Linked DNA regions of Callithrix jacchus: region 1 is linked to region 2. The links are chromatin contacts, called in public Hi-C maps. All regions are on one chromosome and are shown on one strand. The core of a region is the stretch at or near the end of the contact, and the rest is flanking DNA. Distances in the headings are between cores, read along the strand shown. Region 1 overlaps ATP11A (ATPase phospholipid transporting 11A). Region 2 overlaps ATP11A (ATPase phospholipid transporting 11A).

What was found. A called contact is a pair of places that touch in the nucleus more often than the background predicts.
Region 1: a Hi-C map of skeletal muscle shows a contact between it and region 2, with 2.5 times the contacts expected there. The contact joins two enhancer-like sites. A contact is called at or near these places in 2 of 3 Hi-C or Micro-C datasets (induced pluripotent stem cells and skeletal muscle).

What each region holds. Positions count from the first base shown.
Region 1 is chr1:28,225,748-28,233,153 of calJac240_pri, reverse strand. The region is part of intron 1 of ATP11A (ATPase phospholipid transporting 11A); the gene reads right to left. Among named protein-coding and RNA genes, the nearest start is that of ATP11A, 77 kb to the right of the region's middle. Within about 2 kb of position 2,818, at least 3 of the 16 cell types and tissues checked have an H3K27ac peak or open chromatin away from gene starts, as enhancers often do. A contact at or near this core is called in skeletal muscle, where this site is marked.
Region 2 is chr1:28,162,449-28,169,654 of calJac240_pri, reverse strand. All of the region lies in intron 1 of ATP11A (ATPase phospholipid transporting 11A), which reads right to left. Among named protein-coding and RNA genes, the nearest start is that of ATP11A, 14 kb to the right of the region's middle. Within about 2 kb of position 3,349, at least 3 of the 16 cell types and tissues checked have an H3K27ac peak or open chromatin away from gene starts, as enhancers often do. A contact at or near this core is called in skeletal muscle, where this site is marked.

The sequences.
Region 1 (7,406 bases), core at 1,569-4,068, 64 kb before region 2:
GTGCCACCTCAGACTCCTCCTGGAAGACCAGGGACCACCCCGCCCAGCCCGGGATCCTTGTGTCTGCTTCCCTCCCCGCAGACCTGATCACTAACCCTTCCTCCCATCTCCTTTTTCTCTTGAAGTTAAATGTTTCTTTGTTTCTTGCTCAGTGCTGATAACATTTATGTATCGATTAGGTATACTATCATTCTGGCTTACGATACTGACAAATGTGTGCCTGCAGCTGGGACTGCCGAGTGACAAGAAGCACATGCAGGTCCCGGCTTTCGTGACTGAAATAAGGTCAACAAAAGCCTCATGCTATAGAAAGACATGAACACACGTGGACCCGGTCATCTCTCACCTTGCACCACTCATGACAAGTGGGTAAAAGTGAGCCCAGTAAGTTTCCAAAGGAATGTGCCTAAGAGAAGAGAAACCAGAAAAAAAAAGAGATTATTCCCAAAGGAAGAAGAGAGAAATGGCGGAGGATAAGCACCAGGCGGCTGCGTCCTCCAGGGTTAACCAAGGAAAGCGACGCCGCCCACCAGGGCCATCACTCCGATCCAATCACCTGCGCCGTCCCAGACCCCAGCACACAGCCCAGGGCGGGGGGATTCCAAGGTGCCTCTGTCTGGCGCACACAATTCCTCCCCTTCTGCAGCAGTGAGGGCAAGATGTTTCAGCACTTGAAGTTCCATCAGAAAATGGCTGGATTCCCTGAAACAACCAAGTCTCCACAGTGGGTCACGCGTGGGTCATGCCTCCAACCACCTCACCATCAACTCTGGTGGGTCTGGGACGCGGCACCAGCCAGGTTGGAATGGGGTTGTAAGCGCGCAGGGACAAAGATTTTGTTAAAACAGGATGAAAACCAATTTTAGCCAGTGTTAGTCACCTAATGGAAGTTTCACATTTCAGCTGAGACAACCAAAACCTATTAGCTGATTACCCTGTGGGCAGAACAGAAGCAAAGCCAGCCAGCCTCAACCACCAGATCAATGTTTATAGGGCGATTCCTCCTAATGGCCGGTTTTCACATTACAGGTATCCAGTGACACAGCGACTTCTTGTTCTGCTGTCTGTTTATAGCTTCAAACAGCAACGTTTCTTGTTTGATGGTCAGAAGATTGTGGGCACTCAGGCGTTTCTAAAAATAGGCTTCCTCCTGACCTGCCAGCCCTGCCACCTCACAGTCCAGGGAAGCAGCTCATGGAGCCTGTGCCTCTGCCTGCCCATCTCTCGGTGGCTCCGGGAGTGCCCGGGTCCCTCCCCTCAGGTGGGCGAGGGGTGGCCTCCTCCTGGCCCCTCAGGTGGGTGCGGGGTGGCCTCCTCCTGGCCCCTCGGGTGGGCGCGGGGTGGCTTCCTCCTGGCCCCTCTGAGGGGCATGGGGTGGCTTCTGTTTTCGCATGTGGGACTTGTTCAGGTGACATAAATGCAAGCAAGCCCTCCACAGGTGCACTGCGTTTCCACCGCCGTGCTGAGATGCGTGGCTGTCTCCCACCTTCACCCTGGCAGGCAGGCAGGCAGGGTCCAGGGTCTGTGCTGAGATGCGCGGCTCTCTTCCACCTTCATCCCAGCAGGCAGGCCGGGTCCGGGGTCTGTGCTGAGGCCTCACACAGGCACGTCCCTCCCTCTGTCCGCCATGGTCTGAGCCACTGGCATCTGCTGGGGCAGGATCCGAAGCTCCGCTGGTTTTCCCCACACTCATCACTCATGCTAATGACTGGATTTCTCTCCTTCCTTTTTTCCTTTTTATTCCCCCAAACAAACCTCAAGTATTTTCAAGGCTCTTGGTGGCATATTCCTGCCATGAGATATTTTTCACACACAATCACTTGGGTCACGGTGATCCACGGAAGCACAGGGACGTCCATTTGATCTGGAAACAGTCAAGCCGGCTGGGAAACGCCGAATGCCGGAGGACCTAGACCATCATTTAATGGGTCCAGAACTGAAATAAAAATACACATTCTCACCCCAAATCATTCTCGGCCTACTCTGGATTGCCTAATTCTGAGAGTTCACAGCAGTGGGAAGAAACACAGAGCTCCCTAAGGGTTCAGACACAGGAGAGGAGACAGAGGAGAAGGGCTGGCGACTGAAGCATCACTTGGAGTCCACGGGCACGTCTGGGATCAAGAGGACGCAGTTAGGACGGACTCTGCAGGACTCGTGAAAGGCAGCAAGAGAGAAGATCACACTGACTTCATCAATCCACCCTCTGTTTTGACAGACGTGCATTTCTGACCGGACTGCTTGTGAGGCAGCAGCCGTGGCCAACATGCTTCCGTTTACAGTGTGTGGGAATGTGCAGGGAAGCGATCAGACCTGCTTCCAAGGCTCTGAGCCGGCCTCAGCGCGCTGCCTTCACGCCGTCTGTCGGGACAGAGATGCCTCCCTCACTGTAGGGCACTGGGCAGGCTCACCCATCCCTCTGCTAGAAATCAGCAGCTTCCCCTCAGAATCCGGCTGGTGCATTTCTCTTGGCCACGTGTTTCTGCCTGTAACTGAGGCTCATCTCACCTGGAAAACCAGGGTGGCAATGACACTGCTGAGTTATGGGCCAGTTCTGGAGAAGCTGGGAGAACTATAAGCTTAGGCCTGAAGGTTTGAGACCAAGCTCCCTGCTCCAGCGTGCAGAAGAGAACCCGGTTTTGGCTGTGGCCAAAGAGGAAGCACAACAAAGAGGCCACAGCTGCTGGGGACCTGGGTCACAGGTACATAACTCCTTCAGTTTACCCCCCAACGCAGCGGGCAGAGGGTCATGAGCCATTGGCCAGGACAACCGTCCTGGGAGCCCCAGGGCTGAGGCTGTGCTGCACCTGCTGTGCCTCTGCACCTCAGAGAGGAGGGTGGGGCTGGGAGGTCCTAGGCTCAGTTTGGAGCTCAGCCCCAGCTGACTCAGGAAGAGAAAGGAAGCCTGGGCATGGGGCAAGGTAGGAGCCTGGAAGGAGGAGCTGGGAGGCAGCCCGTGGTGCCCCGTCACTGCTCCCCATCTCCTGACATGCAAACCTGCCCCCAAAGCAGTCCTGACCACAAACACCTCCCCATCAATCGCAGAAATACACTGGAGTGTGTCCCCAGTTACTGATGCCACAGTGCAGCCTCTGCTGCCCCTCAAAAATGAACCGCAGTGAAGACAGGAGAGCACCAGGAAGCGGGAACATAGGCCCGGGAGGCGGAAGGGCAGCAACTCCGCCCTGAGGACCCGCCGAAACCAAGCTGCAGGAGAGATGTGCCAGCCTCAGCCCCAGACCTCCAGATTCTTCCCACGCCACCAGAAAACACGGGGTCACCCACGAGCCCAGCAGGAACACCGAGTGATTGCTGCATTTATTTCCCACGACTGAGTCCCTCCTTCTAACGATGAATTAGCCAGAAAACTAAGCAAGCATATCCCAATTCACAAACACAAACATGTTAGTACACATGTCGCCTTTTGAGAAATGGAAATTATATACCTTCCAAATGCATTATAGGCAGATTTCCAAAATATTGAATATCTATCTAATGAAGACAACTGCGGGACTGTGAGTCAGTAATTACAGCCTGCTGTTTAGTGAAAATACGGGCAAACTGGAGAACAGCATACACGGAACCACTCCAGACACCGCGGTTCAGCTGGCGACAGTCTGCGAATGCACCGCCTGCAATCCAGTGGGCACCCGGATCCCCAGGCTGAGACTCCACTGTGGGGACGGCACGGCGTCCGCTGGAGAAGCCGAGGCTGCCCCACGGCCAGCACTGATGCCAAGTCCACAGAGCAAAAGGCCACAGACAGCAGAGGTGCAAGTGGAAGACGCTGCTGTGGAGCTGGAGGCAGGTGCCCGGGGCTGCCTGTTGTGTCTGGCGTGGCTCATCACAGGGCCGCCCTGGCAATGGCGGGCCCCATGCCATCTTGGGAGGCCAGAATAAAAAGAAGGATGGCTATGAGACACTAGGAGGAAGGCAGAGAGGGGAATTCTTAGAAGCAAACAGGCACCTGGAAAACCTTCAGGAGAAAGGAAAGAAATGGGAGGACATGGATCCCAGGGGTGATGGTGCCATCACCAAAGCCACCACCAAGCCAGGCCAGAGAGCAGTGACCAGAGAAGGGCATGCTATGACCAGTGCTTGCTGGGAAAGTGAGGAGCCGGATGGGGTTCCCCACCCAGCAGCAAAACCACAAGTCCACGAGCCACGCCTAAGTGCTGCGGGGGGTCTGCACACAGGCACTGCCACAGAGCAGGCGACAGTACGGGCCTCAAGCCAAGCCCCCTGGGCAGGTGCGCTCACACTCTCGAGTCCTAGACCAGAGCTCTGAGAGATTTCAGAGTCTGCAGGGTTCATATTGACATCATTGGCCAAATGGGGAAAGTAAAGCAACTTTAAAAAAAAATGCTCTATGTTCTGGGCTGCATGTGCAGAATGTACAGGTCTGTCACATAGGTATACATGTGAGTGGTTGGCTGCACCCATCAATCCGTCATCTACATTAGGTGTGTTTCCTAAAGCTCTCCCTCCCCTGCCCCACACCCCTTGACAGGCCCCAATGTGTGATGTTTCCCTCCCTGTCCATGTGTTCTCATTGTTCAACACCCACTTATGAGTAAGAACATGTGGTTTTGGTTTTCTGTTCCTGTGTCAGTTTGCTGAGAATAATGGTTTCCAGCTCCATCCACATCCCTGAAAAGGACACGAACTCATCCTTTTTTATGGCTGCATAGTATTCCATGTTGTATATGTGCCACATTTTCTTTATCCAGTCTATCATCGATGGACGTTTGAGTTGGTTCCAAGTTTTTGCTATTGGGAACAGTGCTGCAGTAAACATATGTGCACATGTGTCTTTATGGAATGATTTATCGTCCTTTATGTATATACCCTGTAATGGGATTGCTGGGTCAAATGGTGTTTCTGGTTCTAGATCCCTGAGGAATCAGCGCGCTGCCTTCCGTAGCGGCTGCACTAATTCACACTCCCACCAGCAGCGTATGTGCAGTCTCCCGATAAAAAGCCGCTATCGGCAGCGCCGGTGCTCACTCTGGAGCCCTGGACTAGACAGACAGACTTCAGGGTGGGGCGACCAACGCCACAGTGCAGCAACCTCTTATTATGAGACTGCACATAAGAAGAATGTAATGTCCTCTCTTCAGAGTAAGAGTCACTCACACACGCATCTTTAAAAAGCCAATTATGTATAGATGATCAGACAGTAACAGGTAGTCTGTGGTTAGGCAAACAGCTGGCTCCCAACAGCACCTCCTCACCTTCCCACAGGAGCCTCCAGCAACCCCACATCCTCCCCACCTTCCCACAGGGGCCCCCAACACTCCCACATCCTCCCCACCTTCCCACATGAGCCCCCGGCACCCCCACATCCTCCCCACCTTCCCACATGAGCCCCCAACACTCCCACATCCTCCCCACCTTCCCACAGGGGCCCCCAACACTCCCACATCCTCCCCACCTTCCCACAGGGGCCCCCAACACTCCCACATCCTCCCCACCTTCCCACAGGGGCCCCCAACACTCCCACATCCTCCCCACCTTCCCACAGAGGCCCCAACACTCCCACATGCTCCCCACCTTCCCAAAGGAGCCCCCAATACCCCACATCCTCCCCACCTTCCCACTGGAGCCAACAACCCCACATTCTCCCCACCTTCCCACAGGGACCCCCAACACCCCCGCATCCTCCCCACCTTCCCACAGGAGGCCCTGGCACCCCCACATCCTCTCACCTTCCCACAGAAGCCCCTGGTACCCCCACATTTTCCCCACCTTCCCACAGGAGTCCCCAATACCTTCACATCCTCACCACCCTCCCACAGGAGCTCCCAACACCCCCACATCCTCACCACCCTCCCACATGAGCCCAACACCCCCACATCCTCACCACCTTCCCACAGGAGCCCCCAATATCCCCATGGCCTCCCCACCTTCCCACAGGGGCCCCCAACATCCCCACATTCTCCTCACCTTCCCACAGGGGCCCCCGGCACGCCCACATCCTCTCACCTTCCCACAGAAGCCCCTGGTACCCCCACATTTTCCCCACCTTCCCACAGGAGTCCCCAATACCTTCACATCCTCATCACCCTCCCACAGGAGCTCCCAACACCCCCACATCCTCACCACCTTCCCACATGAGCCCCCAACACCCCCACATCCTCACCACCTTCCCACAGGAGCCCCCAATATCCCCATGGCCTCCCCACCTTCCCACAGCGGCCCCCAACATCCCCACATTCTCCTCACCTTCCCACAGGGGCCCCCGGCACGCCCACATCCTCTCACTTTCCCACAGAAGCCCCTGGTACCCCTACATCTTCCCCACCTTCCCACAGGGGTTCCCAACATCCCTACATTCTCCCCACCTTCACACAGGAGCCCCCAGCACCCCCACATCATCTCACCTTCCCACAGGAACCCCCAACACCCCCCCATCCTCCCCCACAGGAGCCCCCAACACCCCCCATCCTCCCTACCTTCCCACAGGGGCCTCTGGCACCCCCACATCCTTCCTGCTCAGAAATTCCTGCTCAAAGGTATTCCTACAGGACTGGGCACCTGTGTCAGCTTTCAGTGCAGTGAACATGGAGGGAAGAGGTGGACGCCCTCAGGTGCTCTGCCCCATCCTGGGGGGTTGGGGGAGCAGGTGTGCAAAACCCTCTCCCTTCCCCTCCCCTTCCAGGGAGACTGATGCAGGCACGTGATGGATGCCGCACAAGGACCCTGGCCCCAGAAGACTTTGCCTGGCAGTCGCTGACCTGAGGCTGCAACAGAGACCCAGCTGGGATGCCCCTTCAGGACGCAGCGCAGCAGGAAGCAGACTCTGGGAAAAAGAGGGTCCCAGGAGTGTGGCTTCGACCGCCTCTGGGTGAGGGGCTTCTCCCTCCAGCAGCGGTGTCCAAGGGAGAGAATGCAGTCCTGAGGTCTTACTCCCTGCTTCTGGCTGGGCCAGTAAAGCCCCTTCCTTACCCCTCTCTTCCACTTATTACCAGAGACAGAAACCAAAACCCTGGCTTCAGGCTGCTAAAAACGTAAAACAACAGAAAAACAACAAAACAAGGCAGGTTGGACAAGCCTGCAAAGAGAGGCAGAGGCGGCCTCGTCTGAAGAAGCGGCAGCCCGTCTCCACCACTGCTCCTTCCTCAAGCAGAGCATCCATTTCCAGAACCCCGTGACAGTGGGCTCTGAGCCCGACCTTAGCCCTGGAATCCACACTCATGAACTAACACTGCCCGTGATCACCTCAGGGATCGACGCCCGACACCGGCCTGCAGGGAAGCCGTGGCTTCAGGACTGCGAGGATCCAGGCGGTGGGAGGAGAGCGCTGCTCTCTGAGTTCACGACATGAAGTGAGTTCTACTGTCGGTTTGTGAAGCGCCACACCACACTGCAGCAGCTGCGGCAGGCTCCGGAAAGGCCGACGCTCT
Region 2 (7,206 bases), core at 2,100-4,599:
AGGAATTGTTTCTCACAGAACCAACCATTTTACAGGAAAATACTCTCAAATGTAATTTCCAAATTAATCAATCTATGTCTTCATAATTTCTTAGACAGTAAAAGAAATGTTACAGACCAACTAAAAAGAGGACATTTATTCAAACCAAGCAATTAGCAGAACAGAGCTGCTAGAAGAAAATGCCGCATAAGACGTCCTCATTCCAGTTTATCATAAACACACTTAGGAGAAAGCCACGTAACCGTCTAACACCGTTCAGCTAGCAACATCATGAGCTGTATCATCTAAACGTCCTGCTCAGGACTCTGTCTCTTGCCATTCAAGTATTATCTGCTCTAAGATGAAACACCGGATCCCCCTCTCCTGCCGCTCTTGGCATATTAAGCAGAACATAAAGTGCAAATGAATCCTCACATTCAAGTAATTATATTTTTAAGACACCTACTATGGCCAACTACTTAAAAGAAAAAAATCCTCCTATCTCGGTCCATTTTGCATTTAAATGTAACTGGCGCTGGTATTTCGATGTCTTCTCTTCATCCTGTTAAGGTCTTTCTCACTGATTTAAAAGACAAAAGTCTTGCCCGAAAAGCAAGCTCCACAACAGCAAATGCGGAAACGACTTGAAATTGCCCCACATCCGTTTCGGTTTGGGCTGATGAGAAAGCTCTGGAAGTACCTGACGGTGGCGATCGCACGGCACTGCGAGTGTATTTAATGCCGCAGAATGGGACGCTTCACAATGGATGAGACGGTAAACTTTATGTAAGTTTTGCCACAATAAAAAATTACCTATCAACCAATTTATTGTATAGTCATACAATAAAGCAATACATTTTTTTTTTTTTTTTTTGAGACCAAGTTTCGCTCTTGGTACCCAGGCTGGAGTGCAATGGCGCGATCTCGGCTCACCGCAACCTCCGCCTCCTGGGTTCAGGCAATTCTCCTGCCTTAGCCTCCCGAGTAGCTGGGATTACAGGCATGCGCTACCATGCCCAGCTAATTTTTTTGTATTTTTAGTAGAGACGGGGTTTCACCATGTTGACCAGGATGGTCTCGATCTGTTGACCTCGTGATCCGCCTGCCTCGGCCTCCCAAAGTGCTGGGATTACAGGCGTGAGCCACCGCGCCCGACCGCAATACATTTTTATAACGTTAAAAATCATCCAACTCTACCTACTATGTAACATTTTCCTCCTTTGGCCACATGTTAAACAAATTTAAAACATTACCAAAAAGCAACATATATGTTCTGTGTTTTGAGCAAGAAAACTAGAGGGGCACTCGACACCTGCTTAGGTCTTGGACCAGCTCTCAGCCCATCCCTCCTGGGGGTGAAGGAGCACAGGTGGCCTCTGTGTCTGCAGGCCCCGGGACTTCCTCTGCCCCGAGCTGTCATCTGGTGGCCTGCCCGTTTCTGTCCTCCACGCCCCTCCCTGACACCCCTCCCTTCTCACTTTGTCCCTGGCACCTCCTCACAGCCGGTGTGCCATATGCCACGTGCCTTCGATCCTTGCCCAGTCTCCAGGAGAGCCAGGACACACCTGTGCCTCTTGCTCCCCCACAGAATCTTCAGTGCATACAGCAGTCACTCAATGCATGTGGGATGAACATCAGCTGCTGAGCACCTACGTGCACTGAGACTGTCACACACCCTTCCCTGCAAGAATCCCAGTGGGTTTTCCTCGCTACAGATCACTCACTGCCCAGGGCTTGCACCTTGTATTTCCAGGTTACGTCACAGAAATGGTGAAAGGGGTTAAATAACATCAGAAATGAGGACAAAAGTAAACTCCAGCCACCATGACGGTCCGCCAGCTTTCTTTTTATGTGTGTTGCTTTCAGATTTATCCCAAAGTCCTTTATTACTGAAAAAAAGCACCTGTATACTCTACAGTTACCTAATATTTTAGTGGTTTGTCTCCATTTATCCAAGTGAAAGCCACCTCACTGCCCTTTCCAGAGAGAAAAGGCGGTGCAGCTTATTCCACATGCATGAGGCATTTTATCGGAAAGTGGCGAAGAACCTGTGGTCCCATTCCGGTCCCATTCTCCCTCAAATCTCCCATCCCACACAGCTGCGGTCCCACTGAAATCCCAAAGCCATTTCCACGTCTTCCCGGGCAGTCTGAGACCCTGGAAAACCACACCAAAATCTCCATGGCATTCCAGTGGCAGGACTTCACCGTCCCTAATCCTTGGCTGAAAATAGGTTGAAGGAAATCCTCTTTCCTCTGAAGCAGGAGATTATTTAATTACTTAGGCAGCCGCTTCCTTCCCAGGCAATGGTGAGCAACAAAACCAGAAAGAAAGAAGGAAACAGGCGAGCTGCTCCTGTATGTGAGCGGGTACAGAGGGACAGGGCACCCACAGCCCATATCAGACCCAGGTGAGCGCTCCTGTATGTGAGCAGGTACAGAGGGACGGGGCACCCCCAGCCCATCTCAGACCCAGGTGAGCTGCTCCTGTATGTGAGCGGGTACAGAGGGACGGGGCACCCCCAGCCCATCTCAGACCCAGGTGAGCTGATCCTGTATGTGAGTGGGTACAGAGGGACGGGGCACCCCCAGCCCATCTCAGACCCAGGCGAGTGCTCCTGTATGTGAGCGGGTACAGAGGGACGGGGCACCCCCAGCCCATCTCAGACCCATGCTAGTGCTCCTGTACATGAGCAGGTACAGAGGGAGGGGACACCCCCAGCCTATCTCAGACCCAGGCGAGTGCTCCTGTATGTGAGGGGGCAACCCCAGCCCGTCTCAGACCCAGGCTAGTGCTCCTGTACATGAGCAGGTACAGAGGGAGGGGACACCCCCAGCCCGTCTCAGACCCAGGCTAGTGCTCCTGTACATGAGCAGGTACAGAGGGAGGGGGCACCCCCAGCCCATCTGAAATTCTCACGTGCCCCAGATACAAACCTGAGTTGTGCTCCACTCTGCAGTCAGAGTCTCCCCGCCCACAGTGGTTTCCAGGTAAGACAACAAGGGGCAGAGCAGCCATGGCAGCCCTGGGCTTCCAAAAGCATCTAAACCATTTGTACTTTCTGCTGAGGGCTGGAGCCACGGGGCCTTGCATTTTCAGTCAAAAAGAGTGCAAAGCATCCAAAATTTTTCCAGCAGTCACCAGAGACCACCCTAAGTACTGACTGAGAGGGGAGCAGCAACGATGTTTATCTCTGAGTGGTGCACACAGTAACCTGGGCAGGCACCTGGTTAAAGTAATGATGATTTAAAAAGACCCTAACCCAGACAGTTGGACACAGCTGGCTTGGGAACTCACTGCTTGCCTTGAGAACCCACGTGATGGCTGACGTGTGGGTGGTGTGGCACGGGCACCGTCCCAGGATTCCCCTGCCGTGGACAGCAGGGAGCAACATGCTCTGTTGTTCTAATCAGGTGCAACTTCCGACCAGCACGATCCAATTTTGCCAAAGGGAAGACGTCATCCGCCACACACGCAGGTGAACACAGTATGGGCTCCACAAAGCAGTTCCAGGCACTGGAAGAACTAGATCATGATCCACAGCCTCCGAGTTCACCGAGCAGACAGGCCCAATCCCACTTTGTGACGTAAACCCTAACATCTGTCTTGTCAATGAGCCAGATGCCACATGTCTGGATGTAGTGCAAAAACCAAAGCAACGTGTTACAGAATCGTTTTAACACCAGCCACCTCTCCCTCACCAGCCTTCTCCAGGAAAACAGTAAATAAATAAGCAGGAAGAAGAAGGTGGAAATACACAGGACCTAAGAGCCCATCTAACCATGGCAAGTGTGGTCTGTCACATCTAACAAGGGTCAAACCGGCTAACTCTGCTCCACTGCTTGAAAAATGACCCATTCCCACTAAATCATTATGTTGAGTCCTTCCAGATTCCGTGGAACACCTATTCCACAAAGCAGCAGACAAGACTGGATGTGTTTTGCAGACTGTCCTCTTCGCCATCCAAACGGTGCCTCTGCCACCAGCACACTGCTGTGGCTAAACTGTGATCCCCTCAAAAATCTCATGTTGACGCCTTAAGCAGTGATGTGACTGGATCTGAAGACTGGGCTTTTAGGAGGTAATTAAGATTAAATGAGGTCATGAGGTCTGTGTCCTAATCACACAGGACTGATGTGTAACCACGAGAGAAGAAGGAGAGTTTTCTCTCCCACTCTGGGAGGACATGGCCACCTGTCCCCCAGGAAGGGCCCTCACCATGCGGACACCCTGATCTGATTTCCAGCCCCAAGAGCTAGAAGAAATAAATTTCTGCTGCGTATGCCACGCAGCCCGCAGTACTGCTGCAGCTGCCAAGCTCTCTGCGACACACGAGCACCTGTTCAGCTCCACGCTGGGTTGATAGGTGCTTCAACAACAGTAAAACATTCAAGTTTGCAACCTCAGGCAAAAGCATCTCCGAGAATCACGTCATAAACAATACGCCAGGTTTTCATAATGAAAGATATTCGTTCTGTAGTCACATTCTTAGCATCTGCTTTCTCAGTCATCAAGCCTGTGTGTTTATATGATTCTCACTTCGTAAACAGCCAGTGACCTCGCTGGTGAGACACAGAGAAAAAGCTGGAAGATGGCAAGGCCGAGTGCCACGGCGGGACTCTGCGTGACACACACACTGTCCGCTCTTCAGGCAAAGCCCTCAGACCCACACCCTTGGTCACCTCGCTCTCATGCACATGAGTGGGACAAGCTTAGTTATCGCTTTCGACATGAGCGCACCTGAGGGGACAGAGATCAGGATGAAGAAAGCCCTGAGGGACGAGCATTTCTCACAGAGAGAGGAGCCCAGTGGAGGCCATGCACAGAACAGCAGAGAGCAGGGACGAGGAGCCCGCAGAACACAAGGACCCTCCCTGGCATAGGGCCTGAGGCTGAGGGAGATGACACCACACACACGGCGTGCAGCCTTCAGAGGCCCTGCTTCCCATGGAACATGCAGGAGAAGCTGCTGACGGCATGGTGGGCCTCCACACGGTTGCTACGCTGTCTATACTTAGAGGTTTTTTTTTTTTGAGACAGAGTTTCGCTCTTGTCACCCAGACTGGAGTGCAATGGTGTGATCTCGGCTCACTACAACCTCCGCTTCCCAGGTTCAAGCAATTCTCCTGCCTCAGCCTCCCAAGTAACTGGGATTACAGACGCCTGCCACAACACCCAGCTAATTTTTGTATTTGTAGTAGAGACGGGGTTTCAGCATGTTGGTCGGCCAGGCTGGTCTTGAACTCCTGGCCTCAGGTGATCCGCCCACCTGGGCCTTCCAAAGTGCTGGGATTACAGGTGTAAGCCACTACACCCAGCTGTACTTGGAGTGTTTTTCCACACTGTGACAAGAGGATGAACCCTGCTACTAGCAACGCCTGTCTCCATCCATCTTCCAGGCACACGAGCGCTCAGGAACCACCGTGGATAACAGCGGGCCCGTCCGCAGGATGCTGAGACACAAGCACAGTGCCGGGGGGACACTCAGAGGAAAAGCGCATCGCGGAACCTCCTCACACCTGAGTCCGCTGCTGGCGTCATAAATGCATTGACAAATAATGTTTTATAGGAAAGCATCAGTGTCCTGAACATCTGCTGTGGACCAGACCGTCCTCTGACACTTCCTTCAGCTTCTGTGATTCCCAGCATGGCAAAGGTCAGGCCAACTTGTAAGTTTTCCCTCAAAGGGTAGAAGATGGTTCCTGCAGTCTATAATCTTTTCCATTTTTTTTTTTTTTTTTTTTTTTTTTGAGACAGAGTTTCGCTCTTGTTACCCAGGCTGGAGTGCAATGGCGCGATCTCGGCTCACCGCAACCTCCGCCTCCTGGGTTCAGGCAATTCTCCTGCCTCAGCCTCCCGAGTAGCTGGGATTACAGGCACGCGCCACCATGCCCAGCTAATGTTTTGTATTTTTAGTAGAGACGGGGTTTCACCATGTTGACCAGGATGGTCTCGATCTCCTGACCTCGCGATCCACCCGCCTCGGCCTCCCAAAGTGCTGGGATTACAGGCTTGAGCCACCGCGCCCGGCCAATCTTTTCCATTTTTAAGTCAAAACTAAACACAGCTTGACTGCCAAATGCCAGGCACGGCCAAGACGCCTCGAAGGTACTAACTGTGTGCCTGACCTAACTGCAGAGCATGTGCAGACCTATGCATGCAGCAACAGTATTTAACGCACCTGCAACTCCCAGACAACACCCCAGAGTTCTCCCCTCCTCGCTGGGATGGGTCCCTGTACAGGGGACGTGGAGTAATCACAGTAGAGAGGACCAAGGAGATGGCGCGGTGGACTCGAGTTTCTGGGTATTCTGCACCTTCGGGTGCCACTCCCAGGTGACCGCCAGCCACTCCCGTCCCCCCACGTCCTCCAGAAAGGGCTGTGGCGATGTGTGGGTCGGCTGATCCGTCAGCAGCTGAACCAGGCCCAGCCCCTTCTCCACAGCATGAACGGGGAAAGCTCACTACTTAGTCACACGGGGAAGAGAGGGCGGGAGAAGCAGGTCTGAGCCCACATGTGGAGATGGATTCAGGAGTGGTGGGGATGCCAGTAAAGAACTGCCCGGGATGCCTGGCACGGGGACAAGTCCTGAAGCAGCCGCCGGCCCCTCAGGACAAGGCAGGTGACAAGCAGAAGAGGGCATATGGCAGGAGTGGTGGGCCCTGGGTTCAGGCCCCTGTGGTGGGGTGGCCGCAGAACTGGCTAAGCTGGGACACTTCTGCGTGTGAAAGGGACGCTATGCATGATGATGAATGATGTGAGGACAACAGGCAAGACCTGGGGCCGAACTGGGCCAGGAGGGTGCTCACTCGCCCTTCACAGGGTGCAGGCCACGGCGGGGAAAGCAAGGTCAGAGCCGGGCAGAAAGGCCCGTGCCCACCCATCAGCCTCAGCACCAGGGGCCTGCGAGACCTGGCTGCCCTGTTACAGGATGGCACGGTGCTCCTTCACAGGGCTGTCGTGAAGATCCAGAGAGGCCGTGGATACCAGCCTTGGGGAAGGAAGGACCCGGGCTCTGAGACACGTCAAACAGCAGCCCCTTCTCCCCTGGAGCAGCCCTGCCTGTCCCAGGCCGCGTCCCGGAAGAGCCACAGCACGGACCACGGGTGACCCTCTCACCAGCCTCTCCTCCCCTTCCTGCATTGTGGGGTGGGGGTGAGCAGACCCAGGACAGAGACGCCTCGCCAGGCGCACGTCTTCACATCTTTGTTGAACGTGTAATTTCC